Linked DNA regions of Mus musculus: all the other regions are linked to region 1. A link is a contact called in public Micro-C data. All regions are on one chromosome and are shown on one strand. Each heading gives the region's core, a stretch centred on a gene start, on an enhancer-like site or on the middle of the called end of the contact. The rest is flanking DNA. Distances are from core to core; before and after follow the strand shown.

What was found. Hi-C and Micro-C count contacts between places; a contact is called where the count stands out from the background.
Region 2: a Micro-C map of embryonic stem cells shows a contact between it and region 1, with 5 times the contacts expected there. The contact joins the promoter of Tmem121b here to the promoter of Cecr2 in region 1. A contact is called at or near these places in 7 of 39 promoter capture datasets (the C10 cell line, embryonic stem cells, hematopoietic stem and progenitor cells and 3 more), 8 of 484 Hi-C or Micro-C datasets (the N1E-115 cell line, Sertoli cells, Th1 cells and 3 more), 1 of 115 datasets of contacts at active chromatin or transcription factors (memory CD8 T cells) and 3 of 9 other capture datasets (adipose tissue, liver and pancreatic islet).
Region 3: a Micro-C map of embryonic stem cells shows a contact between it and region 1, with 3 times the contacts expected there. The contact joins the promoter of Il17ra here to the promoter of Cecr2 in region 1. A contact is called at or near these places in 11 of 39 promoter capture datasets (the C10 cell line, cranial neural crest, embryonic stem cells and 6 more), 3 of 484 Hi-C or Micro-C datasets (embryonic stem cells and stem cell-derived neural progenitor cells) and 1 of 9 other capture datasets (adipose tissue).
Region 4: a contact with region 1 is called in a Micro-C map of embryonic stem cells, with 2.5 times the contacts expected there. The contact joins the enhancer-like site here to the promoter of Cecr2 in region 1. A contact is called at or near these places in 9 of 39 promoter capture datasets (the C10 cell line, the HPC-7 cell line, cranial neural crest and 5 more), 2 of 484 Hi-C or Micro-C datasets (both in embryonic stem cells), 3 of 115 datasets of contacts at active chromatin or transcription factors (the 230-238 cell line, CD8 T cells and extraembryonic endoderm stem cells) and 1 of 9 other capture datasets (adipose tissue).

Annotation. Positions count from the first base shown.
Region 1 is chr6:120,664,822-120,667,756 of GRCm38.p6, forward strand. It overlaps Cecr2 (CECR2, histone acetyl-lysine reader), which reads left to right and starts at 1,493. Exons shown (of 19, transcript NM_001368706.1): 1 at 1,493-1,886. The coding sequence starts at 1,761.
Region 2 is chr6:120,492,627-120,495,566 of GRCm38.p6, forward strand. Tmem121b (transmembrane protein 121B) reads right to left here and starts at 1,320. Exons shown (of 1, transcript NM_033567.2): 1 at 1-1,320. The coding sequence starts at 1,128.
Region 3 is chr6:120,461,834-120,464,921 of GRCm38.p6, forward strand. It overlaps Il17ra (interleukin 17 receptor A), which reads left to right and starts at 1,364. Exons shown (of 13, transcript NM_008359.2): 1 at 1,364-1,633. The coding sequence starts at 1,496.
Region 4 is chr6:120,510,099-120,513,145 of GRCm38.p6, forward strand. Hdhd5 (haloacid dehalogenase like hydrolase domain containing 5) reads right to left here. Exons shown (of 8, transcript NM_144815.2): 7 at 533-721; 8 at 1-364. The coding sequence ends at 37. Among named protein-coding and RNA genes, the nearest start is that of Gm38888, 11 kb to the left of the region's middle. Within about 2 kb of position 1,258, at least 34 of the 459 cell types and tissues checked have an H3K27ac peak or open chromatin away from gene starts, as enhancers often do. A contact at or near this core is called in embryonic stem cells, where this site is marked.

The sequences.
Region 1 (2,935 bases), core at 243-2,742:
CTACAGAGTAGCTGCGTTTTGAAAACATTCAAAAACAAACTTTAAAAATAAAAATGGGATAGATAGCGTGTAGGGGTTGCTAACTCTCACCTACAGGGCAGTGTGAGGGAAGATGAAGTATCTTAAGGTTAGTTGGCTCACAAAAGGCACACTTGGATATATAACTTAAGGATTTTAGTGTTTTTAAGTGCTGCCTTACAAAGACACAAGAGGTTAGTTATTAAAGTAATTAGAATAGGTGAGGGAGGAGGAACGAGCCAGGCCTCCCACTTACACATCTATCTCACAAACTCGCTCCCTATTATTCTTTCCAGGGTTGTACCTATCTAAACAGCCGAATTTGAGTGCACCTAAGGGGCGGTGTTTCTGGCGAGGTGGACTAAAGAAGCAGCCAGGACTCTTAGAGTAGAACTGCTCAAGCGCAAATGACCAATACAAATAGGCGCTACTACAACGTAGTTTTTCCAAACTTCTGGGCTATTTCGGGGGTGATTTTTTCCCCTTCCGGTTTAGACAGAATTCCACCGTCCTAAATAGCAGTTAACTTTTCTAAAGTCCGAGCACCTTCCTCTCGGAGCGTATTCCCGCAGCCCGGGCAGGTCTCCACCCCCACCCGGACACACGTCCTTAGTCTCCAGGCTCTTCCCCATCCCCCAGCCTCCCAGCCACATTGTGAGCACTCGCGCCCGCAGCAGCCGCGCTCCGCTCCGGCGAGGGCAGTCAGAGGGCTCAAAGCCAGTCTCCTCCAGGGCGGCTGCACGTGTCCGTTCCCTGGGGTGGGGGAAATTGCTCTTCCCGCTAGGCTGCTGATTGGTGCCTCCCCCCTACTCCACCCTTCCCGCCACACTCTACCCCTCCATCCTACTCGGTTCCAGCCGAACCAGCCCCACCACCTTCTTCCCTTGGAGAAGCGAGGCACTTTAGCGCTCCCTTAAGTCCCGTTCTCAGATAGGCTAATAATAGTAATAATAATAAAAATAAAAAAGCGCTAAAGAACAGGTGGAAAGCGCGTCGTTTCCCCGGGCCTCCGGTTTCCAGCGTGGACGTCCCACTCGCTCTGTCCCGCGCCACCCTCCACAGCAGTAATAACTGAAATCCCACACGTGCGCACTCCCGGAGCGAGTCCCCAGCAAGAGCACCACCCCGCGGGCCCTTTAAAAGGACTCGACCACTGAGGCCACGTGGGGGTGGGAGAGACCCTTATTGTCTTCCGTCACCAAAGTCGCCGAACTCCCCGGCCCCAAACACCTGCACGGCAGAGCGCGGCTCCCACCCGCCCGGCCGCCCGCGGGCTGCGCGCGGGCCCCTCCGCGTCACGGGCGGCCCCTCCCCGGGCGCGGCTCGCCCGCTCCCCCTCCCCCGCCCTCGGTGCAGCTGTCCGCGCAGGGGTGGGGGCGGGGTTGTTGTTGTGGTGCGCGCCGGCCCCGCCCCCTCCTCGTGGGCGGCCCCTCCTCCCAGGTTTCTGCCGGGCCCCCTCCCCACCCCCAGCCCCATCTGTTTTCCTCAGCGCTGAGTGGATTATATTGTATGGGATTGGGGGCGGCCGCACGGCCGCGGCGGGACGGGGCGAGCGCGCGGCCCCCGCCGGCTGCCCGAGCAGCGGCCGCTTGAGCGAGTCGGACCGCCGCCCCCCGCCCGGCCGCGCCTCCGCTTGAGCTCACGCCGAGCGGCGGGAGCCGCCGCGCGCTGAGTGAGAGGCGCTGCCGGCGGCCGGAGTCCGAGCGAGCGAGCGAGAGCGAGTGAGCGAGCGCGGCGGGGAGATGTGCCCGGAGGAAGGCGGCGCGGCCGGGCTGGGCGAGCTCCGCTCCTGGTGGGAAGTCCCGGCCATCGCGCACTTCTGCTCGCTCTTTCGCACGGCGTTCCGCCTGCCCGACTTCGAGATCGAGGTGAGTAGCCGGCGCTGCGCCCTTTCTCCGCGCTTCTCTGCGGGGAGTCGCGGGCCGCCGACTTGGCGCGGAGTGCGGGCGGCGAGGGGGCTCGGCGGCGGGCACGAGGCTGGCGGCCGGCACGGGCTCCCCGTGGCCCCGCGCGCTCTCGCCGGCGGGGGTCGAGCCTGCTTTTGTCGGCGCGGGACCCCGGGGCTCTCCCGGGACTTCTCGGCCGGTCTGAGGGCGAGAGTGCGCGCGCGCTCCCCGCTGGAGCCTCGGAGGCGGCGAGCAGCTGCTCAGGCGGGGACCGGGACGCGATGCGGGCTCACGCGCCGGGGGCCACAGCGGCGGGGCGGGAGCGGCCTCGGGCAGGGGCGGCGTTGCTCGGGAGACGCTCGCCCGGGTCGCACTTGGCGGACTTGCGGAGGCCCGTAACTCTCGGGCGCTTCGAGTCAACTTCGGGCGGGCGCAGATGGGGCCTGGGCTTGGGGCGTTCTCCTTGTGGGACCGCCCGTCGCTCACCGTCGCTCGGGACGCCGAGACTGTGGAGGGAAAGTTTGGGCCCCCCTCCCTTTTAAAACAGCTCCTCTACGGAGGAAGGCGCAGCCGTCCGTATTCCGGGAGCTCTCTCTCTGAGTTGATTTCGCCACCATTATTCCCCCGGGCGAGCGAGGAGGAAAGGAATGGCTTTCTGGCCAGGCCGAAGGTGCTTTCAAGACCCGAGGCTTTGTGATAACTGGACTAAAATCCGAGGGTCCTAATGACAAGGACGGTGGCGGGAGTGTGGGAAACGGAATGTATAAGATGGTCCGAAGCAGCATCCTGGCATTTATTTTTGGAAGGAATTGTGAAATACTGATTGGTTGGCAGGTTGAGTTGCTTTTTTTCCTGTCTGTAGGGACTTAATCACCCTTTTTTTTTTTTTTTTTCTTCCTTGGGACAAAGGTACAAGAAACTGTTGTTGGTCAGTTACTGTTTTCAGTTTTGTGACTGCCTTTACAATGGAAGTAATCAAAATTAAAGTAATTTATTTGGGAAGTCTGACCGTTGTGGTTGCCTCTTCACCC
Region 2 (2,940 bases), core at 70-2,569, 170 kb before region 1:
CGCCGAGCCCGGGGGCGCGCCCGCCTCGCTAATGGCACGCACTAGGCTGTAGAGCAGCGGCACGGACAGCGCCATGGTAAGGCGAAAGCCCGTGGTGCCAAAGGGCGCGCGCAGCTCGATGAGGTCCAGGATGGATGTGCCCAGGATGAGCACCACCTTAGGGGTGAAAGCGATGGAGTAGATGAGCCAGGCCAGGTACGCAAAAGCGAACTCGCCCGCTGCCCCAGTCGTCCCCGGCCCGGCTCCGGAGCCTCCAGAACCTCCTCGGCCCCCGCGAGCCTTGGCCCCGGCCCCCGCCGACGCCGCTGCGGATAGGTGCAGAGGCGGAGCCGAGTGGTGGTGGAGCTGGTGGTGGTTGTGCATGCTGTTCGCTGGGCCGCCCCGACGGCCCCGGCTGTTCTTGGCGAAGAAGATGGCCCAGCCCACCACCACCACGAGGTCGGTGGCGATCCAAGAGCACCAGTACAGGTCAGTGACTGCAATGAGGTACAGGTCCAGCAGACCGCCCTGCGCCAGCAGCAGCACCACAGACAGCGCCTGGTAGCCCCAGCGGCAGCCGGGGCTTGGCGAGCAGCCCCGGCGCCGACCCCTACGGCCGGAGCGAGTGGGGCGGCCGCAGCAGCAACAGCAGCACGAGCAGCAGGAGGCGGCGCCGCCGGTCCCGGTGCCGCCTGCGCCCACCGCCGAGCGGCTCCCGGGGCCCCCGACGGTGCCGGCCGCGGCGCCCGCGCCGAAGTCCGCGGCGGTCATGCTGCAGGAAGAGGTGGGCGTGGAAGTGGAGGAGGCGGCGGCGGGCGCGGTGGCGGAGACTGGGACGCCCCCCTGAGCTGGGGGCCCGGGGAGCGCGGCGGCGGCGGGCACCAGTGGCTTGCTGATGCTAATGCTCTCGTCGTCGTCCTCTCGCTCCGCGCCTGTGCTGCTGCTCGGGGAGCCGCCGCCTCCGCCGCGTCTGCCGCCGCACCCCCCGCGGCTGGTGCTGGTGCTGGTGCTGCTGTCGCCCGAGCCTCTCCGGCCGCGGGAGGAGCCCCCCCGGAGGAAGAGGGGCTGTAGCCGGGCTGCGGCGGGGGGCGGCGGAAAGGAGGCGGGCGCGGACGAGAGCGCGCGAGGGTGGCCCAGCGCCGGGTGCATTGTCCTCGGAGGGGCTCCAGGGGCTGCCCGGCCGCTCTCTCCCCGTCAACCTCGGGCTGACGAGGCGGCAGAGGGGAACCCGGGCCAGCCGCTGCCGCCTCCTCGCCAGCTGCTGGAACTCGCACCCGGGTCGGGAGGCAGAGAGATCCGGACTGGAGCGGCCGGACTGGGCGAGTGAAGCCGCGGGTGGCTGAGCTGGGGGAGCGCGGGGGAGCCGAGCAGACCGCCGGGACCGGAGAGGCGGGGGCGGAGGAGGGGAGCGAGCCCAGCAGGCAGCAGAAGGAGCTGGCAGCGGGGAAACCAGGACTGGATTCGAGGGAGAGAGGAGGCGAGAATAGAGGAGGAGAAAGCCTGGCTGGCTGGATCAGCAGGAAGGAAAGGAGGGAGAACTGAGGTGCCGGAGTAGAGTTGAAAGCGTATCAGGCCAGGCGGGATAGGAACATGAAGTCTCTAGCTCCACAGCCCTAAGGGCTGAACCTGAACTGCTGGGTGGCCTTGGTCTCAGTGTAGACCACAACTTCGTGCTTCCAAGCACCACTGTCCTTTCTTGCCTATCAGGAGGAAGCGCAAGCCAACTTCTCCTCTGTGCGCCAACGACCATTCTGCCATCTCCTTCCGTAAAGGCCCTGAGAACTCAATGGAAGTGATTAAAAAGTTAAATAAAAAAAGAACCAGAAAGAGCTCGGGGATGGTGTATCTCAATTGGTAGAATGACCCGCCTTGTATGCATCCAGTCCTGGGTTCCAACCCACCACCAGAAACCAAACCAAACAAACACCACCCCCAATTCTATTATTCAGAAGGAGCACTCCCAACCAAGTACTGCATTTTCACACATCCAAAGCTGTCCTCCCCTCGGAGATCTTCAGTTTCCAGTTAATGAAAAGGCTCCCTGAATATAATTGCTGAGAAGAGGGCTTAGGAAGAGGGTGGGGTGCAAATACCACTGTCTAGTCCTGGGGTAGGGGAGGCCAGGGCCAGGGCAGGAAGCCACTCTGGAGACCTGGGGTGGGGCAGTTGCTTGCTTAGCCAGGCTCATCTTTGGTATTCTGAAAGGTTTGTACCTAGCTTGCATGCAGCGCGGAGGGGTTCCTCCCCATCACCCCACATCTGATTCCAGGTCTGAGGAGGTCGAGCAGAAGGCTCAGAAATCCAAAGTCACCATTGACTACATAGCAAGTTTGAGGCCAGCTTTGGGTTATGTGAGACCCTGTCATCAAAAAAAAAAAAAAAAAGCTAAAGCAGGAGATGAAATAACAGGAAAATATGTCTGACCAAGAAAGGGGGTGGGGGGATCTTTAGAGGTATGGAAGCATGCAAAAGAATAAACTCCAGCAGAGCCTGGTGTCACAAGCCAGCTCCTCTGTAACCCCAGGTACTCAGGAACCTGAAACAGGAGCTTTGAAGGTTCAAGGCCAGCCTTGCCCATTCCGGTCCATGGGCTGAGTCTGCCTAGGGGCTGCCCTCCCCCTTCCAACCCCACTGGTAGGAGTCCTGAAGGGCAGGAGGTAAAGTCCTGCTTTTAGAGGTAGAGGAGAAGAAAACTACAATAGCATTTGGGGCTCGAGAAGGTTCTGGGGCTTCTGTGTAATTCACTCCCAGTCCATAGGAACAAGTTAGGAGCTTGCCCTCGTCTTCCTCCTCCTCCTGCAGACTCTCTGTCCCCTGCCTTGATTTCACTGCCTCAAAGCTGCTGCCACAGTTGCCTGCCACGGTGGGATCACCATGCTGCTGCCCAAAGCCTTAGCCTTATCTGCGTGTTTTGTTGTTGTTGGGTTAGTTGGTTTTCACTTTTTTTTAAAAAATACACTT
Region 3 (3,088 bases), core at 114-2,613, 200 kb before region 1:
AAGGATTAAACATTGGGCCTTGATCAGAATCTTTGTCTTGGTCTCATTCTTCTCTAGTCATCATTCCTATCCAACCCCAGCTTTCCTTTCGGGAACCCAGTTCTCCGTGGCCGCTGGCGACTACACCTCCCGAGATGGGAATCAGCTCCCAAGAACCTTGGTAATAAAGAGAGAGCCCCTTGTTGGGTCTGAGAAAATAGCCAAAGGGTTTCAGTAAGACAAAAGTTTCCTTCTGCAAAACGGTGTACAGCCGTGTCTTACTGAGCGCATAAGCGCATCCAGTGAGAGTCGCGCTTGGTTTTATTCCCAACGTTAAGGGGTCCTGTGCCTTACTCCAGGTGGTCAGATCGTGGCCTCACATTCTTAGATGTTGCGGTTGATACCCAGAATGCAGTTTTTAGCAGCGGTGCAACCATGAGCACATATTTTCATTACAAGAAGTGTTAGTCTTGGAGAAATTTGAATTCCTAGTGGCTTCTTTGAATTTTTTTTTTCTCTCCAGGGGGTTCTAGAGGGCATCCCCAGGCCTTGTCAGAGACTCTGTCCGTTGTACTGCTCAGTCCCCCATCCTTCCACGCCTCTGCCCTCAGCCTGGCCTCAAACCTTCCTATGCTGTGTACCTTACCCAGCCAAACTGCACTCGGCGAGGCCACAGTGAGGCTCCTTGAAAGAGCTGGCTGTCTACACAGGCTGTCTCCGTTTCCCTCCTCTGATCCACTTTTAACCCTTCATACTTAGCAATGCTACCCCCCCCCCCCCACACACACACATCTCTGTTACAGAATGCCGTGTTTGCTTTAGTCCAGCCATGAGGTGACTAATTCACTGTCCAGGGTTTTGTTTTGTTTTGTTGGGTTTTTGTTTTGTTTTGTTTTGTTTTGTTTTTGAGTGTGCAAATGTATGATTCAACGCTGAAAGGGAAAAAATATAGTTTCATGGACTTGCTATATGAGACTTAAGCTACATGATCTGGCCATCAAAAACTAGAACTTTGTAGAAAAAACAAAAAAAACAAAAACGAGAAATAAGCATTACGACGATGCGATGGGCTTGTTTCTCCATAAAAACTGAAAGGGAGATTGAGCAAACAAACTCCTTGGAGTCCCGAGTCGGAAATTAGACTAAAATGATGAAACAGATCAGTGTAAACCGGGAGGGTACGATGGCGAGGACAGTCATAGCTCCACAGCAAGTTGACAGCGGGGCTCGGCTCCTTAAAACGGGTTCCTGGGCTCCTATCTTACTTAGCTGAGCAACATCCAAGGAGAGCCAAAGAGGCCAGGAGCACACCTGGGCCAAGGCGGAGGCGGGGCCAGAGGAAGGACAGCCCCCACCCAAGCCCCGCCCCGAGCGGCCCGCCCTCGGGGGAGCCGGAAGCGGGACAGAGGAGGCCGTGTGAAGCCGACGAGCGCCAGTCCTCGGCCGGGAAAGCCATCGCGGGCCCTCGCTGTCGCGCGGAGCCAGCTGCGAGCGCTCCGCGACCGGGCCGAGGGCTATGGCGATTCGGCGCTGCTGGCCACGGGTCGTCCCCGGGCCCGCGCTGGGATGGCTGCTTCTGCTGCTGAACGTTCTGGCCCCGGGCCGCGCCTCCCCGCGCCTCCTCGACTTCCCGGCTCCGGTCTGCGCGCAGGAGGTGAGAGAAGCCGGGCGGAGCGGGGATGCCCGGGCCGTCGGGGGTGGTGGAGAGGACGGCGGAGGGTGGTGAAGAGGTGTCAGAGGGGCGGGCGTCGGGAGGGCCGTCGGGAGTGCGGAGGGCTGTCAAAGGTGCTGAGAGCCGTCGCGAGTGCGAAGGGGCGGACGGCCCAGGCTCTGGCGGGCCCGGGGAGGCTGAAAGTCCGCCCTAGGGGCTCGGAGGACGGTCCCGGGCATGGGCGCAGCGTGGAGGCGCGCTGGCAGCGACTCCGGGAGTGGAGTCGCGGTGAGGGGGAGTTCTAGGGAAACTACGCGGGCGGCGGAGTCACTGGTAGCGCGAGGCGGGGTGACAATTCCGTCTGGGCCTCGGAATTGGAAGATGGAGGCACCAGAGGCTGGCAGCTCGGGATGGACATGGACCTAACCTTGGCAGGAGCTGAAATAATCTGGACTGGCCCCTAACTCCTTGCTTCCTGAGCAGTCAATCCTCCAGCTCTCCCATGCTCAGGTGCCCCAGCCTGGCCTCGGGGGTCCCCACAGGTTGGGTAGTGCGGGCGAGCCCAGTGCCCAGGGGAATCAAACAGGATGTGGGTTGAAAGATGCCGTCCATCCCATCTTTTTTTCACCACCACGTGTGTCCCAGAACCGAGCCTGCCAAAATTGAGTTAACATGTGTGGAAGTCTGCCAGTTTGTTACTGCCAGGGAGGACCACCCCACCCCCACGCCCCGCTGCGCTCTTAGGAAACTGACACACCCCTGGCGGTTGAACCTTACTTACTGTCAAAACAAAGCATAACAAAAAAACAGCGAACCTGTGCAAAACCTAGTGTCTGTTCCACGCATAAACTTTCCTCCCTGTCTCCCTTCAAGCCTTCTCTTCCTCCACTGGTTTTTCCAGCCCCTTCCCCTCCACTTCCACAGCTGACCCCAGGAACTGTGTCCAGTCGCTGAGTCGGAGGATATGAAACAAAAGGATAGTTCTTATCTAATTTTGTAGATTTACCAAAAGAGGGTGGGGAGAGGGTGACTATTTTTACTGGAAAAACTGTGTTTTTTAAAAAAGTCTGAGGGCTGCTGGGAAATGTCATAGTGCTCCCCGTACTGGGAAAGTCAGAGTGACATCTTCAGACAGGGCCAAAGTGTCAAAACATAGAGGATTGCTGTTTGTGTCTGGCTAGTCCTTTGCCAAGGGCCTCACGATACAAGTAAACTGAAAGTAGAGAAAGATGATTCCTGGGACTGCAGTGTCCAGGATGAAGTTGTCTTGGATGTAGGAACGTCTTGCAAGAGTGCTTTGCACAATCGGTGTGTGCAGAATCCAGGGAGGAGAAAATGACCCCCAGCTGGGCTGTTTCTCACTGAAAAGACATTTGAGCAGTTCTGTTCCAAACCAGGAGCCTCAGAAACATTTCGCTTAAAGCGTTCAAAAATCTCACTGGTGGAACGGTACCTGAA
Region 4 (3,047 bases), core at 8-2,507, 150 kb before region 1:
AACAGCCCCCTCTGCCTCTGCTACATCTCCGTCCCCTCAAGCCCAACCCTCCTGGTGGAAAACCAGCTGCACAGCTTCGTTTACATCATGAACAATGTGGGAGGCTTCTAGGAGCCCTGGACTGAAGCTGAAGTCTCGGTGTCCGTGGAATGGAAGCTCTCTCCTTCCAGGAGGAGGCACTTGGGAGCCTGGGTCCTGAGAACTGTATATGCCAGTGCATACCAGGATGGAAGCACAACTCTGGGTTGCTGAAGGCCGCTGCTTCTGTTGCCCACCAGTCTGCTGTTCCTCCTCTCCACGATTGGCCATTTGCAGGTACTGATGGAATAGGTTGGCACCGTAGACATCAGACATAGGGTTATCACTGGCAGGGCAGCAATACCAGAGGGCAAAGAAGAAAAAAACCTTAGTTTAGTGTTTCGAAGCTATCAGAACAGCCTGGAGGTGGTGTGACTCAGCTTCGGGGAAGCCTGGGTGGTGTGGGCAGAGGGAAAGAAAAGCAGCTATGATAATGGAGAGGCAATGGACTTACCCTATAGCATACAGCTTCCTGATGGGGGCGGCCCAGCCCCGCCTCTCAGCCTGCTGCCTGATCACGTCCTCTGCATACTGGTAAGTAAGGATGCTGGGTTTGCCCATCAGACCCTCGTATTTCAGCTCATTGCCTGTTATTTTCCGGTAGATGGTTTCCAGGCAAAGCAGAAAGGTGCCATGACCAAACCTGCCCAAGAAGAGATCTCAGCAACTTAGCCTTGAGGCCATCTGCCACTCTCTAAGCTGTCTCCAAGCAACCGACCTGTATCCCTCCCCTAGAGTCATTCACATGAAGAAACTGAGGCAAGAGCAGGCAGTTTCCCCAGGGTAGCAAAACTAGGGTGAAAACCCTGAAAGGCTCACTCCCAAAACATTGTATTTTGGGTTTTAAAAAATTAATTTTATGTACCCACATGTGCCACAGTGAGCATATGGTGGTCAGAGGACAACTTTCTGGAGTCAGTCTCTCATTCCAACTTTATATGGGTCCCAAGGCTCAAACTCAGGTGGTCAGCTTGATAGCAGGCATTTACCCACGATGCCATCGTACCTGGCCCCCAAACCCTAACACTGGTGCTCCACAACTGTTGGCTGCCAGAGTGTGCTCACTGCCTCCCCTGCAGCTAGGTGTGGCCACCTAGTACACGCGTGAGCCCCACTGAACAGTCGCAGAAGCAGAGGTGCTGGCCTGGCTGTGACAAGAGGTCACAAGGAGGCACGCTCTTCCTGACCTTACACAGCCCCACAGCTCAAGGCGTGGTCCCAGCTGAGGATCCCTTGGCTGGCGCTAGAGTCTTCAGCCAGCTGAAACTGGAAACACATCCCTGGAGGCTCCCTCCTGTCTACCTCACTGCCTCCTAGCTATCAAAAGGGAACAGTTTTGCTCCACAACTTGCTTCCTATCACAATATTAGGGTCACCACAAGCACCAAATCAATAGAGCAGAAATTAACCTTCCTCCTTTTAGGTTGTTTATTCAAGTATTTGGTCAGTGTTGCAAGCTAACAGCCCACTCGACTGCTTCCTGCCCTCTGAAATGCTAATGTGATGGCTAACACTCAGGCAGCCATTTAGAATTATACAGGCATAGCCTAAGGAGTGTGCTGCAGAAAGGAGTAAGTGTCCTGAATAAAGACTGCCCGTAGCCTGATTGCTACCTTCTTTAATAAGAAAGCCAGTATGCCACCTTGTGTAAAGTGTGTCTGTGTTCTGTCCTCAGCGCTGACCCAATCCTAACAGACACTGCGCTTGGCATGTAATATTCAATGTCCCCCGTTTACATACAAATTTCATTTCCTGGCTGGGGGTGGTGATGCACACCTTTGAACTCAGCACTTGGGAGGTCAAGAAGCAAACAGGTCTCTTCAAGTTCAAGTTCAGCCGTCTTATATAGGGGATTCTAGGCCAACTGTCAGAACTCAGTCAAAAGACTGACCATGGTGAACAATATCTTGGGGAACTGTGAGAGAGGCGACAGGAAAAAAAGAGGTACGTTTTGTTGCTGGATGTGAGTTTTGTGCCTCCGATGCAAACATTTGCATTCAACTTATAAGGCATGCTTATTCTTTTTTTTTTTTTTTTTTAAAGTTTTTTTCGAGACAGGGTTTCTCTGTGTAGCCCTGGCTGTCCTGGAACTCACTTTGTAGACCAGGCTGGCCTCGAACTCAGAAATTCTCCTGCCTCTGCCTCCCGAGTGCTGGGATTAAAGGCATGTGCCACCACGCCTGGCGGCATGCTTATTCTTGTTGGATGTCAGAACACAGCTATAGAACCCACTCTGGTCAGTGTGCCCTGCATCTGGACATGGCCTCCTGCCTCGCTTTCATGCTTTCCCAGATATCATCTATAGTACGCACCAGGCAATTGTGTTTAAGTTGGTCTGTCCTGAGGAAGCTCTGAGAAAGGGCTGTGCTGTTAGGTTAATATTTAGTATGCACTCACTGGTGTTCATTTCCATGTTCATCTGAACCACACGACCTTCCCTGGGTCACTGCTTTCTTTGTCACAGTTGTGTATAAAAGTGAGTGCACTGAAGCTGAAGTAAGGCTGTCCACGGCATTAGACTACAGTCCGCCCTGTTCTTTCAAGTCCTCATGAGGATCCCAGGTCTCCAGAGAATCAGATTTCCTCATTGGCCAAAGTCAACACCAATCAGGTGGGCTAAACAGGGAGACCCCATCTCAAACAACACAGCATTACAACAACAACAAAAGAATTTCATTTCCTTTTTGTTTCTTTGTTTTTATTTTGTGAAGCAGGATTTTGCTGTATCCCAGGCTGGCCTAGAACTACACATGAAGTCCACATAGTGTCACACATGTGGTTCTCCTGCCTCTGTCTTCTCTTGTGTACCACAACAACCAGCTAACTTCGGGATCACGGAGTAAACAGAGGCAGACATGGTGACACACGCCTGCAATCCCAGCACTCAGGAGGCTGGTGGAGGAAATTATGATTTAAGGCTAGCCTGTACTCCACTGTGAGTCACAGACAAATCAAAGCTAACGAGTGAG